2 separate regions of the Zea mays genome follow, and region 2 is linked to region 1. Evidence: chromatin contacts called from public Hi-C data. All regions are on one chromosome and are shown on one strand. The core of a region is the stretch at or near the end of the contact, and the rest is flanking DNA. Distances in the headings are between cores, read along the strand shown. Region 1 holds the start of LOC100285033 (zinc finger, C3HC4 type family protein). Region 2 holds the start of LOC100501518.

What was found. A called contact is a pair of places that touch in the nucleus more often than the background predicts.
Region 2: a Hi-C map of bundle sheath shows a contact between it and region 1, with 1.8 times the contacts expected there. The contact joins the promoter of LOC100501518 here to the promoter of LOC100285033 in region 1. A contact is called at or near these places in 5 of 25 Hi-C or Micro-C datasets (bundle sheath, ear, endosperm and 2 more).

What each region holds. Positions count from the first base shown.
Region 1 is chr10:143,263,404-143,266,853 of Zm-B73-REFERENCE-NAM-5.0, reverse strand. LOC100285033 (zinc finger, C3HC4 type family protein) reads left to right here and starts at 1,907. Exons shown (of 6, transcript NM_001157928.1): 1 at 1,907-2,018; 2 at 3,000-3,112.
Region 2 is chr10:143,507,354-143,510,803 of Zm-B73-REFERENCE-NAM-5.0, reverse strand. LOC100501518 reads right to left here and starts at 1,949. Exons shown (of 3, transcript NM_001357710.1): 1 at 1,243-1,949; 2 at 988-1,113; 3 at 484-839. The coding sequence starts at 1,850. The coding sequence ends at 623.

The DNA.
Region 1 (3,450 bases), core at 658-3,157:
GAAGTGACCGCCGTCACTTCGCCGCTCCACTGACCGGTCTGACAGAAGGACAGCGCCGCCTGCGCCACTCCGACTGCAGTGCCACTTGACAGAGTGAGACTGACAGGCAGTCAGGCCCTGCCAAAGGCGCCATAGGAAACTCCGCTCCGCCCGACCCAGGGCTCGGACTCGGGCTAAGCCCCGGAAGACGGCGAACTCCGCTCCGCCCGACCCAGGGCTCGGACTCGGGCTAAGCCCTGGAAGATGGCGAACTCCGCTCCGCCCGACCCAGGGCTCGGACTCGGGCTAAGCCCCGGAAGACGGCGAACTCCGCTCCGCCCGACCCAGGGCTCGGACTCGGGCTAAGCCCCGGAAGACGGCGAACTCCGCTCCGCCCGACCCAGGGCTCGGACTCGGGCTAAGCCCCGGAAGACGGCGAACTCCGCTCCGCCCGACCTAGGGCTTGGACTCGGGCTAGGCCCCGGAAGACGGCGAACTCCGCTCCGCCCGACCTAGGGCTCGGACTCGGGCTCAGCCCCAGAAGACGACGAACTCCGCTTCGCCCGACCCCAGGGCTCGGACTCCGCCCTAGCCTCTGCCGAACAACCTCCGCCTCGCCCGACCCAGGGGCTCGGGCTCGGCCTCGGCCATGGAAGACAGACTCGACCTCGGCTTCAGAGGAGCCTCCACGTCGCCCGACCTAGGGCACAGGCCCGCCACGTCAACAGGAAGCGTCATCATCACCCTACCCCGAGCCGACTCGGGCCGCAGAGAACAAGACCGGTGTCCCATCTGGCTAGCTCCGCCAGATAGGCAATGATGGCGCCCCGCTAGCCCTGTGACGACGGCGGCTCTCAGCTCCCTTACGGAAGCATTGGGACGTCAGCAAGGACTCAACCGCTCCGACAGCTGTCCCTCCGCCAGGCTCCGTTGCTCCTCCGACAGCCACGACATCACACCAGCAGGGTGCCAAGATCTCTCCGGCTGCCACATTGGCATGTACTTAGGGCGCTAGCTCTCCCCCCGCTAGACACGTAGCACTCTGCTACACCCCCATTGTACACCTGGATCCTCTCCTTACGCCTATAAAAGGAAGGACCAGGGCCTTCTTAGAGAAGGTTGGCCGCGCGGGGGCGAGGACGGGGCAGGCGCTCTCTTGGGGCCGCTCGCTTCACTCACCCGCGTGGACGCTTGTAACCTCCTACTGCAAGCGCACCCGACCTGGGCGCGGGACGAACACGAAGGCCGCGGGATTTCCACCTCTCTCACGCCCGTCTCCGGCCACCTCGCTTTCCCCCCTTCGCGCTCGCCCACGCGCTCGACCCATCTGGGCTGGGGCACGCGGCACACTCACTCGTCGGCTTAGGGACCCCCGGTCTCGAAACGCCGACATATAGAAAACTAGCAATGTACGGGACAACTAACTAAATAGTTGATTATGCTCAATAGTTGATCAAACATAGCCTAGATGATGAAAAAAAACACCATTTATTTTTGCGAAAAAGGACCAGAAAACACTAACACTGCTTCACGAAAAGCAGACAAAAAAAAACTCTCAAAAAATGCGCAGGCAACAGGATGGCCGCTTGTCAGTGTCAGCCTCTCCATGGGTCCACTCACTCGACTACTGCCGGCACATTATCGGGCAGGAAATTCGGTGGTGGGGGCGGTCCTGGGCCTTCGTTTGAGCGGGTCCCGTGCCGGGCCATCTCCCCCTCGAGCCGTCGGATTCTGCGCGCGCCCAGCCGCCCAATCCGATCCGACGGCTCCCACACGACCTGCCCCCGCGGGCCCGCCGCCGTCCCTTCCTGCCCGCCACGCCGGCTTCGTCTCCGTCGCCTGTCGCCTCCGCAACCCCCTCCCTCTGTGGCTTGCTTCTTCTTGGCCATGCGTATATAACAACTCCCACCACTCGTGATCTCCTCTTATCGCTCCCTCCCAATTCCTCCCCTCGATTCTCCGGGTCGATCCGGTCGCTGTCCGGCCCGGTTCCAGTGGAGGAGAATCGCCCGGTTTGAAGGAAAGGCTTGGAAAGGAAGGTCGGTCATGGCCGCTCTTTCTCCTTCTTCTTCCTCGTGTTATTTATGTTCTTGTCATGCTACCCGTCGTTTCTTTTACAACCTTTTCGGGTCTGGTTTGGTGTTCTTTGGTTGCTCGTGCCACAGTATGAAACTGGCCTACGAGTTTGCAGTTCACCTTTGAAATTCAGGGTGGTTCTTTCGCGCCTTTCTCGTTCACTTCTTCCGTAGCGACTGCCTGTGCGAGCTGTAGGCGCTGCAAGTTTGGGAATACATACCTGTTACCATCGTGATCGATCGCGCGATAGGTTTTATTGGGTCTTTGAAGATTTGATGGTCCACGAAAGTTCTGGTTTTTTTTTCTTTTGTCTCTGCAATCCAATTCCCTTTCATTTACTATATCAAACTTCCTCTGCTTTTTTTTTCTTATCGCAAAAGAAAGAACGAAAAACTTGCTCTGTTTTCTTCCCCGGATACAGGTCAAAGTCTATCCTCTGAAAGACGGAATCGTTTTCTGCTGCATGTTTCGGTTGCTTCGACTGTCTGAAACCAGCAACTTTCTTTCTCATGCTTTTTTTTTCTCACTTACAAGACAAAGATAATATTTTTCTTATGCGATAAGACAGTTACGATCCCATGGAATCCGTATGTGTCAACCGTCGGGTGCCTCCTACTCCCTCTGTGAATGTCGTTTTAACTTTTTTTTATTAAATTTTGACTGGCTCGGCTTATTAAAAAAAAAAACTCATCATTATCATTTATTTTCATTTTGATTTAGTTTATCATATAGCTTACTTTAACTATGAATTGGATTTTTCTATATTTTCACAAATATTCCGAAAAAGACAAACCGGTCAAAGTTGATGTCAAAAAAAAAATCAAACGACAAATTAATAGTCTCTAAAATTCCCGTAAAGCAAAATCAGTACACCTTTCGGTTTTGGTACATTATTGTGTTGTGTTGTGTCGTGGTATGCAGGCTTGACCAAATTGACCTTTCAGGATAGGAATAATTTCAGACAGGAAGGGGAAAAGGTTGCTAGTACAGCAAATTCGTTTGGGCGCTTTGGTTGTGCTATGAGCAGGCACATATATATCTAGACTGATTATAATAGGTAAACGGATCACCTGACTAATTTGGTTTACTTTGAAGAATTAGAATCTACCTAATAGATTAGACCGTTTGACTTAGAATTTGTCATTTCTTAAATTTCCAATGTTTAGATATAAGTCTATAGGACTGCCATGATGTGCTTCTATAACTTAATTGGTCTGTGCGTAAAGTATGATTATTAAATGAAATTCAATTCCCAGGATCCAAACATGCCAGTAAAATTAATGATAAAGATCATGTTCTTCACTTCTTTGGGTCTGCTGAGCCCATTTTAATCATACAGATTATAGTTTGAAGGCTAAACGGTATTTCAGTTGTTTACATTGGGTATTAATTAAA
Region 2 (3,450 bases), core at 700-3,199, 240 kb before region 1:
AGCAACCCCCCTCACCTTTGACCACTGCGTCCCGTCCCATCCTCTCCAGTGGGCCCCGCTTGGGGGCAGGATAGCTAGAAAAAAATAATGACACAACCCGTAGACAGGCTAGGCTGGTGCGCCCCACTAGGCTTGACGCCTTGACCTCTGCACAGAAGGCAGGTCCCGTCCATTTATTGCGCTTTGTTTAAGCGGGACGATGAGCTGTCCCGCCCGCGGACAAGTGCGCCGCATTTATTAAAAAATAAACTCGGGGGTCAATGGTCCGTCCGTCCGTCGTCGAAACTGCTTTCCTAACCACGCCCGAGGATACGATTTCTACTACTACTCGTTTATTACTGCCACAGCCGCGACAGATCTGGATGGTCAGCAGACACGATCCCCGTCTGATTTCGAGCGCTACTACTATTTTCCTGAGCCAGAAAAAAAAAAGAACCACAGAAACGGATCCAGCACCGATCGGGGGGTTACGAGAGAACCAAGTCGTTTCGTCGAAGGTGTCCTCTCCCTCTTCTTTCTACAACAACCTTGTTCGTTTGTTTTTTTTTTTACACGGGCGTCAGATCGAGCGGTGGGGATCAGCTCAAAATGAAGAACGAAGAAGCTAATCCTAGGCTCTAGACTAGACAAGCCCGTTGTTGCCGGCGGAGACGGCGGCGGCGGCGGAGGCGGGCACCGGCGACGCGGCCGCCAGGGGGCTGGGCGCGGGCGCGGGCGCGCCCGGCGTGTGGCGGTGCTCGCCCTCGTACGTCACCACCAGCATGGCCGGGTCGTCGGTGGCGCGCTCCACGTGCTTCCTCGCCGGGCACCCGCGCACGGTGCTGCACTTGTAGTAGCCCCTGGATTGGAAACCAGATGGCGGCGAGAGAAGAGTCAGATTCGTCGGCGCGGATAGTCGGAGACGACGGTAAAGAAGAGCCGAGCGCCGAGCGGGCGAGCGATGCCGACAGGTCCGTAGGAGGAGATTGGATTTTACAGACGACTTACCGTGGGTAGGGGGAGCCCTTGATGGGCTTCTGGCCGTACTTCCTCCACGAGTACTCGTCCGGCGGGATGTCCGCGATCTTGGCGCTGATCGCCGGCACTCTGATGGTCCTCTTCACGCGGTTTTTCCTGTCAATCGAAAACAATTAAGGCAGCGGCCAGGGTTAGAAGATGACAAGTGGTGTCTTCCTTTTGTTGGTGTTGTTGTTGTTTGTGAGCAAGCCTTTAATTAGCTTGGAGACATCGGCGTTATTTTACCTTCTCTTGGAGCAGTGGCAGCGGCTGCCGTTGGTGGTGGCCTCGGAGTGCGCGCCGGCGCAGGGCTTCCGCTTGTGGCCGGACAGCGGCGGCTTGCCGGAGGACACCAGGCTGCGGCCCTTGGACACGCTGCCCTCGCCGGCCGTGACCGAGGAGAAGAAGGACGTGGAGGTGACGGACGTGGCGCCGCCCGACACGGCCAGGTTCGGCTTCGTGAAGTCCAGGGTCAGGCTCTGGGGCTGCGCCGCGCCGACGGGAGCCACCACGTGCGCCACGGGGAGAGCGGGAGCGGAGACGGCCGGAGGAGGCACCGGTGGCGGCGCCTCGACCACGGGCCCGCGCCGGAAGCGGGCGTGGCCGGTGCGGTCCAGGATGGAGATGACCTTGCGGAACCTGGAGACGGCCTGGTCGGCGATCTCGCCGATCGGCGGCTGCGAAGGCGGCTTCTGCAGCTGGTGAGCCGCGGCCCTGTGCGGCGCGGCGGCCTGCGTGGACAGCGACGACACGAGGAGCTCCAGGCTGCGGAGCCCCGCCGCCGCCGCCTCCTGGATGGCGAGCTGGTCGTTGGCGCGGCGCGGGGCGTAGCACCCCATCAGGTCCACGGCCATGGGAGCCAGCCGGTGCTTTGCTTTGCTTTGCTTTGATTTGCTTCGCCGCGGCGCAGATCTTGGCTTGCTCTGCGTGGGGACTTTCTTTGATTGAGGAGAATTGGGTCGGGAAGGGAGGAGGTGGAGGTCGGAAGGGATGCCGCGGACCGGCTTTATAGGTGGAAATGGTGGGGAGAGCTGAGCAGGGGAGGGGGGAGGAAGATGCGAGTCAATGGGTGCTGCTGCTTTTTTCTGGAGCAGCCCGTTGGATTCCTACAAATATCGATGTGGTCACGCCTTCGCCACTTTGGCCAGTTCTGGCGTCTCTCTCTCTTTATTATTGATTTTTTTAGGTCCACTTTTAGATCTCGGGTAGTGGTACTAAAAAAAGGTTGATAAACAAACATAACAAGCATTCGTAAGCTAACAAAAATCATATGTGTTGTGTTGGTCCGTGGTGGAGTATATTAACACCCTGGCCTCTCCAGATCTCTTGAATCGCTTCCCCAATAATTGAGACAAAGATGGGGTGTTCTGTGTAAAATGCTCAAATACGTCGTATGTGTGTGAATGATGGTGACGTCTTGGCCATCCATGAGATAGGTAGTGGACTTTGGAGATAAGAAGAAAAATTCAGTTTTCTAAGCCTTTATTTCCAGCATCGCACCCATATGTGTCTTTGCTTCGAAGTCAACTACGGGGGAGGGCAATAATGATGCGCACAAGTATTTTAGACGATAAATTAAACTAGGGAGTAAAATAGTAGTAATGGGCATGATTAAAAAAAAGGCGCACCATTTCTCGCTTTAGCGGTGTCCCTTGGAGATGTTGTTATCTACTCCTATCTCCTTATTTTTTGTTTTTTCTAATGGTCTGGGCCGGGTAGAGGAATTTGCACGCCTGCTTTGAGAACTTTCGCGCGTCTCCGGATCCTTTATGCATCTTTTTTTTTATATCGCGTTGACGAAGTGTGCTAGAGAGCTGGCATATCTTCTCGCGTGATCGGGAGGAGTTGAACCATCTCCGACACTTATGGGCCGCTTAACCTATCGCGAGCAGTGGACGGACGAGTCTTTCTTTCCCCTCTCCCTTTTCATATTTAAATATATACAAAAAAAAGCTGACGGGCGATCTGCGCGCTTGATTCTGAATAATACAATTTGGTTTGACAACTACGCTAGGCAAAGCGTTTACACGTCCGAACCGTCAATTATAACATGTAAGAGCATCTCCAACAATGCCTCAAACTAGTGCCTCAAATTGAAATATAGGGCTCTACACAAGAAAAACTACTCCAACAGTGCCTCAATTCAATAAATTTTGTCAAAAAACTATAGGGCACCTTCTCAAGTGCCTCAAATATACTACACCGTAGTGGGCTGCCCTATAATCTAGATTTAGGGCTTTACTGTTGGAGCGAAGTGTTTTGTTGGTGTCCTAAATTCTATAAAATTTACTTATTTTTAAATTATAAGATATTTTTATAGGTCACGTTGTTGGAGATGCTCTAAGCCTAGCCAAGTGGCTCCGCAAAATCCACGGTTCGGGGCGAATTTGCATATCTTCCCTCCCGTGCCTTTTTTTTTTCTCAACAGACTTGGCAAGTTGCATATATTTGGAA